Regions from separate parts of the Zea mays genome. Here region 2 is linked to region 1. The links are chromatin contacts, called in public Hi-C maps. All regions are on one chromosome and are shown on one strand. The core of a region is the stretch at or near the end of the contact, and the rest is flanking DNA. Distances in the headings are between cores, read along the strand shown.

What was found. A called contact is a pair of places that touch in the nucleus more often than the background predicts.
Region 2: a Hi-C map of leaf shows a contact between it and region 1, with 6 times the contacts expected there. The contact joins the promoter of LOC100194193 here to the promoter of LOC103651368 in region 1. A contact is called at or near these places in 2 of 25 Hi-C or Micro-C datasets (bundle sheath and leaf).

Annotation. Positions count from the first base shown.
Region 1 is chr3:215,240,575-215,245,737 of Zm-B73-REFERENCE-NAM-5.0, reverse strand. LOC103651368 reads left to right here and starts at 2,259. Exons shown (of 2, transcript XM_008676992.4): 1 at 2,259-2,669; 2 at 2,832-3,250. The coding sequence starts at 2,495. The coding sequence ends at 2,956.
Region 2 is chr3:215,438,326-215,443,488 of Zm-B73-REFERENCE-NAM-5.0, reverse strand. LOC100194193 (Hydroxyproline-rich glycoprotein family protein) reads right to left here and starts at 2,968. Exons shown (of 3, transcript NM_001279438.2): 1 at 2,404-2,968; 2 at 1,989-2,282; 3 at 186-1,681. The coding sequence starts at 2,502. The coding sequence ends at 470.

The DNA of each region.
Region 1 (5,163 bases), core at 1,010-3,509:
TGCATGACCCTAGGGCCGGCCGTGATAGTAACTAATAATATGAAGGGAAGTCCTCAAATTGACAATACGCATACGATATCTACGAACATATAAGAACATGACAAAAAAACTAGCGAATGATTTGGTACTCTTCACTGTGTACATGGTACAGAAAAAAAAATGCACATCTAAATAACTAAAGCTATAACTCCAGTATATAACTTGACACGAACTTAATCATGATTTAATTCTAGGTGGGGGAATTAGGGAAAAGAGATAAACCACAAATCACATTAGAGAGTAGGGGTAAAAACGGATCGGGTATACCCGTCACGTACCTGGTACCGGATACGAATTGTATAAATACAAGTTTTTTATACAAATTCAGATACTTTTATATTTTTGACGGATACAATTAGTATTTGGATAGTTTAGCTTCGAATTCGAGTCACTCAATGTCCATGGTGTAATAGTCTTACACATGAACTAAATTGTAGTGAATAATAAGCAATTCATGCACTATCCGGCAAGTATTCAGTATCCTCATATATCCAGTCAAATAATATTTGTATTTGTCACTTGTTTACCCGAATAAATAGTTGATCCATGTATCCATATCAATCCCATCTCTAACGATCCGTATCCGATCTAGAACCCGGTTAAAATACTTTAGGGTAGGATATAGAATGACCTACTATCTGTACGTACCCATTGTTTTCATCCCTACCAATAAGTACTAATGTATAACCGATTGAAGCCACCAACCGATACTAATCTATCAAGCATAGATTAGTATAGATTGGTGACTAACTGGTATTAAAGAGTCTACATAGTAATGGTTGGTAACAATAATTGATACTAAAGCTAGAGGAGATTTTAAAATTGATTGGTGACAAAAATTAGTACTAAAAGTTACCCTTTAGTACCGGTTAGTTGCAAAAATCGGTACTAAAGAGCTCTTTAGTCCCATTTTTGTCACTAACGACATTAAAGGCTCTTTCAGATGTAAAGTAAAAGGGAAATATCTTCTTGATAGTCACAAATAGCTCTATAGCAGAGTGGTAAGGAGGGAATACATGAAAGCCCGACCGTATGCTTTACTTTTAGGGTACCGTTTAGTACCATAACAAAAGAATATGATTTTTAGTCCTGTTTACATAGTATCGGTTAGGAATCTAGTACTATAGTCGGTTCCTAAAGGTTTTTTAGTTGTAGTGATAGTTTCATAGACAATCAATTATGTGGCTTATAGAGAGTTGATAATCACGTCAAGAGAGTTTCACTCTCGAAAAACTTATTTCTTCTCACTTTAGTAAAACATTGGCATGTCATAAAAAAATTCATATGTGGCAAGCTATTTTAAATACAAATAAAACTCTTGTGAAACTTTCGTTGAGACTGACTTTATGAGTTTTATGGTTTCACTTCCAAGATAGTCATATCATCCTTTGTGTTTGGTAAGTGGTAACAACAAGAAGTTTAACCAGATGAAACGACCTTTATCTCTTTTAAAGCATTACATATAAATACTTATAATATCCGGGGGTCAACGCAACGGGAGCCGTACGCAAGCAATGACGCAACGGGCTCCCTCCGGTTACGATGGATGCATGCACGTCCACCTCACGGCTTACGTGTTAAGGGACACGACAGTATTCATGCATCGCCATCTCCGAGGCCTCAAGATTTCCTGCCGCTGGATCAGCATGAAATATCGAGAGAGATCTCACACAGCCGCACAAAGGCACATGTGCGAATGGTGACCCATGCTGCCATGCATGTATAGTGTAGATCGGTTGATCCATCGATCGATCGTTTTAGGTCATATTTGCATACCTAGAGCTAATAATTAGCCAGCTAATAAATTATTAGCTGAGATAAACAATCTAATAAACTAATTGTTAGTTGTGTTGTAGATAACAATTAGTTAGGGATTATTTGAGAGCAAAAATATTGAAGGGGATTAATGGGCCTATAATCCCTTACTATTCAAATAGTAAGAGACTATAGTCACTTTAATTCTCTCTAATATATTTGCTTCCAATCAGACCCTTAGGATGATGTTTGAAATCCAACGACTAATTTTTAGTAGCTAACTATTAGTTTTAAAGGTTCCAAACAATACATTAGTTTGAGTTCACCCCTAAACGTCTATCTCATTATCTTTTTTAAAATATTATATACCATATTAGTTTATAGTATGTCTACAGTATCCCCACGTTATTTTGTATAGTATGCTTAGACTTACTAGTGAAGTAGTGAGTTTGGTCTCTCGGCCCGCGCAAGCCAATCTGAGGCCCCAATCCACGAGGTCCGGCGCGGCCCAACCCCTCCCCCAAGTCTCATGTCCACCCTTGCGCGCGCGTGTACAAAAAGCGGCTCGTCCCCACTCCAGCGGACACGTCTCCTGCCTCTAGATCCAAGCTAACGGACCACTGCTGTCATTGCTGCCTGGGACCGGGAGCAAGAGAACGACGACGAAGAGATCGGCTGAACAAGAGGGTCGCGTAGAGCCATGCTTGCGAGCGCGACGAGGGCAGGGACGTCGTCCACCAAGCCCGGCCTCGCGGAGGGCGCCGTCCGCAGAGCCAGAGCCAGAGCCAGAGCCGGAGACGGCGGCAGCGGCACCCCCATCGTCGTCACCGATGCCGGGCAGGAGGTCACCGTCTCGCAGTTCGTCGCGCAGCTAGGTTCGTTTCGTAAATACAGTAGAAGCCAGTAATGACAGCAATGATCGAGCTAGCGGGATCGTTCACACCCCATTATTATTAATTTAATCTGTAGCGATAGTGATATGAATAAACAGATGAGTGATCACCGCTGACTAGTTGCGTTGTTTTTTTTTTTGACAGATGAGGCGGCCCGGCGGAGGCTGGACAGCATGCACCAGAGGCTGAGGCTGCTGGAGCAGCAGATGGAGACGCTGGAGGCCGAGGTCGGCAAAGCCAGCAGCAGTAGAATTGACACCTACGCCTAGTTATTAGTAGTTACTTTGCTAGGCTCCTGGCAACATCGATCCAGCAGCAGACCGCAGTCCACAGATATTTTTTTCTCGATTAAACCTTTCTCATGTACATGTATAAGCGATTATGGATTATGATCCAAATACTTCCTCACAAAGTAGGACTCTAAATAAATTTTAGTTCAAAAATGAATAGAAAAGAGACACGATTTTAATCCGATCCTTAAATTTTATATTGTAAAATTTAAAACGTATTGTCACCCATATGTACATGAGCGATGATTAATAATATATATGATTGACAATATATAAAAAAGAGAAGCACGGTTGCACCTAATAAACTCATGTGCAGAGCAACCCTAGAACCAGGAGTCCAGGTTGAGGTTGAGAACCTCCACAATCTCTACTACTTATTAAGTAAGCAATAGTAGTCTGCCTCCCTGCGTTCTGCCGTTCTGCCGTTCTGCCTCCCATCTATTTGGACCGTCCGTTTCTATTACCTATGCCATCCAGCCGCACGCGCCATCCAGTCGTGCCCGCCCCCTTCCTCTCCCCCACCCCGCACCAACCGCTCGCCTCATCTGCACCACCCCTCCACAGACTCCCAGCCGAAACCCTATCTTGCGGTGGGCGGTAGCGACTGCGCGCGACGTGGAGGAGGCACCCCCACCCTCCACACGGCTCATCGCGCTCCAACCCGCTTGCCGGGCCGCATCGTCTCCGAGACGTTCCGCCTCGGCCTCCCCGGCGTGCGCTGGTTCGTCTTGGGCGACGACGACACCGTCTTCTTCCCGGACAACCTCCTCACCGTGCTCAACAAGTTCGACCACCGCCAGCCCTACTACATCGGCTCCCTCTCCGAGAGCCACCTGCAGAACATCTACTTTTCCGGCGTACGGCGGCGGCGGCTTCGCCATCAGCCGGCCGCTGGCCGAGGCGCTCGCGCGGATGCAGGATGGCTGCCTCCGCCGGTACCCGGCGCTATGCGGCAGCGACGACCGGATCCAGGCGTGCATGGCGGAGCTGGGCGTGCCGCTCACCAAGCACCCGGGGTTCCACCAGTACGAAGCCGCTCCAGATCTGCGCGTCCAGGTTGTGGCGGCGATGATCGAGGACTAGATCCACGTCCAGGCTGCTGCGGCGACGGCGGAGGCCTCAATCCGGGTCTAAACCAAGGTCATGGTGGCGACGAAGGTGGAGGCCGAGGTGGAGGGCGATGCTTCCACTCGCGATGGTTCTACTGCCCCTGCCCCTCTCCCACGCGTACATCTTGGTTCTACTGCCCCTCTCCCACTCCCCCGTCCACGCGGCACTGCCCCTCTCCCACTCCCCCGTCCACGCCTGCCACGGGGGAGAGGGAAGCAATCTCCACGATCATCGCCCCGCCTTGAATCGCGCTTGGATCCCCTTCCATCCTTGGCACCATTGGCCCTTCCATCCTTGGCGCCCTCCGTCCAACGGCAGCGATCCCATTCCATTGGCCGGCCATCTCCGCCTCCCTTCCACAAGAACACCTGCGCGCCTCCCTTCCATCCGCCATCTTCACTCTTGGATCCCCTTCTAGGCGTTAGAGCCCGCCATCTGCCTTAGGTCTACAGCAAGCACAGATTACAGCAAGCCCACCATCTATTTAAGAAATCCTCCTTGTGTAACACCCGTGGAACTTCCACAGGCAAGGCCGCCACCCGCCCACACCAACCTCATGCACAGGCAACCGTGATACGCTTGTAGCAAATAATGGTTATTGATTTTTAGAGATGTACTTTCAATTGAAATAGCTATGAACTTTGATACGCTTGTAGCAAATAATGGTGCCATGGATCCACCCTGTGTTGAAGCTAATTGCATTAGACCAATATTTTAGTCTTGACAACTCACAGGAAAACGATGTGCCCACAAAAGAAGCAAGAGGAACAAATCGAAGGATCCATTTCTCCAACCGAGGTGCCAAGTGATCCTTTACTTTAATCCAACTTTGACTAATAATTTTCTGCCTGCTCGAATTAAAGTCTGAGGTTGCCCGCCTATGATTTTTTTTAGAAAAAATATTGTCTTTAACTTTTCTATACCAAGAATCTAATTAAATCTGAGTTATCATGTTTTCAGTAGAACAATTCAACACATTCAGATTAGGGTCATGGATATGTTCTCAGTCAAGAGTCTCAATAACTACCTTTGGAACTGCATAGAATATCTCGACTCGGTAAATACTTTCTTCAGAG
Region 2 (5,163 bases), core at 1,719-4,218, 200 kb before region 1:
GTGTTCAGTAGAGCAAGCTAAAAAAAGTAGATGAGATGAAATCCATCAACAAAATTTTCAAGTATAGCTAATGTCTTCATGACATACACAGTAACATAACCAACTAGATCATGCGTGACAGATTCTGTGAGAAAGCAGCAGCTACCGCTTAAAACTAATGTTACCTAGCAAACATCTGGCAAGCTGATGTAAACCCATCATGTATTCATATAAGGCATATAAGTTCGCAACCGGTTACAAGAAGATATGCCCATTAAAAGTGAGGACATATGCCAACAGTGATCACTCAGCTAACCTACTTTTCTTATTTCATACTGACCTTCAGCTGAAAAAGGTAGAAGGATCTATTCTAATCTGCTGGCTGATGGAAAAAAAGGAGCCAGATAAAATAGACCTGATGAGCTTCCAACTGCAATATGTGCAGTAGTAAGTTGTGGAAGCAGTGAAGTGTACGATGGCACATCGTCCACTATGCTGACCATTCACGAGGGGATGTTACGTTGCTGCCAGCATTAAGCTTATCAACCATCACGGGTTGTACTGCAGTCACCACTGGGAGTATCTCACCTTGGTCCCGTGAATACCCTACCACACTAGCCGTTTCAACCATATTTCCAAATGGATGATTGTGCACGACCTGTGGTCCCAAGGGATGATACGCCATAGAAGCAGTAGCTGGAGGCTGAGGCAGAAGAGCTACGACAGTTGCAGGGCAGTTAGAAGGGTTCTTGTATGTGGAGCTGTAGGTCTGACCATTTCCTTGAACAGCATAGGATGCAACACTGCAGTGACTGGGCTTGCTTGGTTGAGGTAGACAGGTGCCCTGGCTGTGTAGCTGCACTGATTGCGATTGCTGATGCTGAGCATTATGATCAGCTACAGGAACCAATATTGTATTGCCTTGGCCATAAAATGAATGGGCGACTTCATGCTGCTGCTGCGATGAAGAGTATGGAGGTTGCCCAGCCATACTTCTTGTAATTGGATCAGTGTTAGAACTAGCAGGCTTCGGGGAGCTGAATGGAGGAAACAAGGGTGTGGCTTGAGCACTCTGAGAATGAGGAGACGAGGACTGCTGTTGAGCCATGTGTCGTGAAACTTGTTGGATAATGTATTGGTGCTGTTGCACCATGGGCTGTTGGGGATGCCATGTATGCGAATCAACCTGCTGGGTAGGCATCTGTAGTCTGTGATTCTGAGGTTGAGGGTACAATTCAGTTGCTTGATTAGGTTTCTGAGGTAGCTCAACTTGAGCCATGACTTCAGGGTTGTGGACAAGTGGCTGCACACCTTGAACCAAAGGTTCCAACGCCTTGCTCTCTGTGGATTTAGCATGATCCTGGCTTTGCACATAGTACACAGGAGCCTGGTTCAATTGCTGCTGATCATGCTGCGTGCTCAAAGAGACAGGCACCAGGTGCTGCAGAACAAAGCCACCGCTGGTTTGGACCTGCACGGCAGGGGACTGCATCCCATTAACTTGGTGAAGTCGCAAAAGGGCAACCTCATGTTTTGGAGCTTGTGTGATGTGGTCATTTTCCCTTGGCGCAAGCATGGGAAAACCGGTGGCCTCACCCTTCTGATGAGAGGGTGCCTCATGTGCTATTTGAAGTTTGCTGAGTTCTTTTGGAGTTTCAGCCAAGTCCTGCCTATCCTGAAGAACCTGCAAGGATTTGTGGACCTGGCATCCAAAATGTAGATCTAGTTACCAAAGATGCTAGTAGCTGTTAGTCTCAGAGCCAAGTGATACAAATCTCATCTCCGGGAACCATAAGTTGACTCCACTGAATGTACTAGCTTTCAGGGAAATAAATAATCAGTTAAGTCATTTTACACCAAATATTAGTGAGAAATTGGAAATCTCGCACTGTCATTGTCTGCCATTACTCGGCGACATTACCAGAACACTAGCACACCAGTAGTACTCCAGAAGCCAGGTGGTGCACACCGGGATCCAAGATGCACGGAGAAGGCACGCGCGGACGCACCTGTCCGAGGTTCTTGTCGATGCATCTGAAGTTGGTGGTGCTCTCGCTGTGGTAGTCCATGACGTCGCTGCGCAGTTCCCCGATGGACCTCTCGAGCTTGTAGCAGTAGAGCTCGAGCTGCGAAAGCCTGCCCCCGATGCCGTCGAGCGAGTGCAGCAGCGCGTCGGCCTGCTTCCGCATGCACTCCTCCACGGCCGCCATCACGGCTTCCTTTGGGTAGAAGCCGTCCTGATGCGGCGGCGGCTGCGCGTAGGCGGCCACGAACGTCTGCACCATCCTCTCGTCCTGCAAGCCCTGCCCGGCGCGGCACCCCGCACCCCCACCACCAGAAGAGTCGGTCTGTCAGGCGCCGAGTGAAGGAAGGAAATTCGAAACCGAGAGATCGCGACGGGAGCAGAGCACAGAGTGCGGGCACCTCGCGGCGGCGGGGCTGGTCGTAGGAGCAGCGCGCGTCGGGGGGAAGGCCGAAGGCGCCGGAGACGGAGGTGGCGGCGGGGCGCGCGGGGGAAGCCATGCGTAGGCGTTGCGGCTAGGGTTTTGGGTTGGTGCTGTGAAGGGAAGAGGCCTGAGCGGGGGGGTTGGGAATCCGAAGCGGGAGGAGGAAGAGGCGGGGAAAGAGGAGTCGCTGTTGCAGGCAGGAAAAAGCAGAGTCCCAATGTAAAAACAGCCAGATGTCCGTGACTGCGAGGGTGAAAACTGAGGAGGCAAGCAAAGCGGCGGCGGAGCTATAGCGGCGAGAGCTGTGGGTACCGTGGTGGGGTTCGAGGCGCGGGGAGGAATAAAAATGGGGGCAGCGCCGAGCAAGTGGGATAAAAATGGCGGTGGGGCTGGGGAAGCGGAGAGCGAGCGTGGTGGACCTCGGAGAGCGAGACGGATAATGCCAAGCTCTTTGCTTCAGCTCTCGGCGGAGCCCGTCCACATGTGGCCTGAGATCTGGCGAAATCTGGCGTGGGCGGGGTGGGGGTGGCGGTGCAGCGGTGGATAGGGGTGGCCGGGGATGGGGATGAGAACCGACCGAAGGATACCTTGCGTTGCGGACGGCCGTGCCCGTGCTCTGCCCTCTGCTGCTCATGCAGTCCTGCTGCTGTGTGGTGTCTGGGCGAGATGTGATCGGTTTCCGATGACCGCTTTGTTCGGGGTGCTCCATCGCGGTCCACCTCGTGTGCCATGTGCGCGGTTAATCCTGCAGTAATCTTCTTGTAGGGCTGATCTGTTTATAATTTTTAGACTATTTTTTAGCAGCTTACTCATTCATATCTTCATATTCAAACTATACTATACGAAAAATACAGTTTGCATTGCAGGACAATATAAAACAATATTTTAAGTAACCATATAGCTAAACTGTTGGACACGATCATAGATTATTTATATCAAATCATGTAAATTAGATGATTTAGACCGTAAATTACACTATTTACATAGTGAAGTTTAAAATACGAATGGGATATGATAGCTGCTGCAGACAGCCTTCAAAAGACATTCTAGAGTTTTTTAATATGAATATAGTTTTTTTAATTGATATGAATAAAGTTTTTTAACCCAGAATTACACTATTCTTCCTCAATGATATGAATGGAGTTTTTTAAATACCTTCTAACAGCTTATTTATATGGTTATCCAAATATAATCATATTTAATTTTGGGTTTCTCGCTAGCTAAAGATAGAAAACGTGCATGACTCTGTAGAGTGCAAGCAAGATATAGAAAAATTGTTAAAGATTAGAAAAATATAGAAAGTGGTTTTATTTAAATGACTAAATGATAATTTAGAGTGAAATTTAGAAGGCCTTCTAGAGACGCTCGCTATCTCTAGCAGCTCTACTCTCTATAAATAGTATTGTCTATAATACAAAACAGTGCTATAATGTTATGTACAACAGCTCCCAAACGTTGATGCTGTAATTGAGTGTCTCGTACAAGGGTATGGGTGCTAAAAGAAATTGTCTGTTCCAACGGAATATGGATGTGAATGTGGAAATACGTGGAGGGGACAAGTACCAAGAAACTTTTCTGGGGCGTTCGAAATGTTATAAGGTTGTGTTCCACGGATCATCATGTATATGATCGTATAGAACACAACTTTACTCTTTAAAAAATATTATTTATAGAGTGAAGTTTAAAATAAGAAATAAGATAAAATAGAAAAGCTGCTAAAGATAGCTTAGGCTTTATTCAATTAGGGTTGATTGAGAGGAAATGAACTAATTTTCTCTCAATCCCCTCCAAACCCTCCATAATCCCTAGTCACTAAATCAGTTAAAGAGGATTAAATCCACCTATATTTAATTTTGACTAAGAAAAATTTAGTCTCCTTCGATGTAGACCCAACCGAAAAGCCCATGGTCTGCTAGACACCGTACGTTCAATTAGTGTCCACAAGACAATCTACCAAAGATGCCCATGACGAAATAGCCATCTTACTCACCATAGTTATAATTTAACTAGCCATCTTAATCTTACTCTCCTATTTATCATTTAAAGGCCACTTTGGAAACTTAAATCTTCGCAGGGTTCCCAGAGATTAAGGGGAAATTAGCTATTTTTCACTCAATCTCTCGAAATCCAAGCTAGTAACTGTTTAATGCACAACCTGCCGAGGATAAATACTCTCATACAGCCATGACCTGTACCCGACGAAATAGCCATATTACTCCCCCAGTTATCGTTTAACCAGCCATCCTACTCCCCCAGTTATTGTTTAATGCACAAGTTTATCACTGAACTTCGTAAATTTGTTGTTTCTGTAACTGTTTCAGCCCCCACACTACGCACTTTGAGCTCAACCTGTGCATTCATGTATAAAATTGAACCCCAAGTGCAAACTTTGAGCAGTAAATGATCATTTTGATAGTCAGACGATGAAATTAAACCCAAAGGTAAAATTTGAAAGATTGATTTCAGACGAGGAACAACAATGACTATTTTGCCCCTTCTCCCATGCGCGAGAGCTCTTAAAAAAACTTGGGCGTCGTTTTGGATCGATATTTGACATGCATTGCCTCCTGTTTGGATTAAGACCTGTCAAGCCATTGCCAAGCCAGGCAACAAACCGGGAGGCGTGCCTGGCCATACAATCTTTTCGTGCCAGCATCCAAAGAAGCCCAACACAGCCCACCAAGACACAATAATCTAGAATATTATCCAGCCTATAACCAGAGGATAATATTTATGG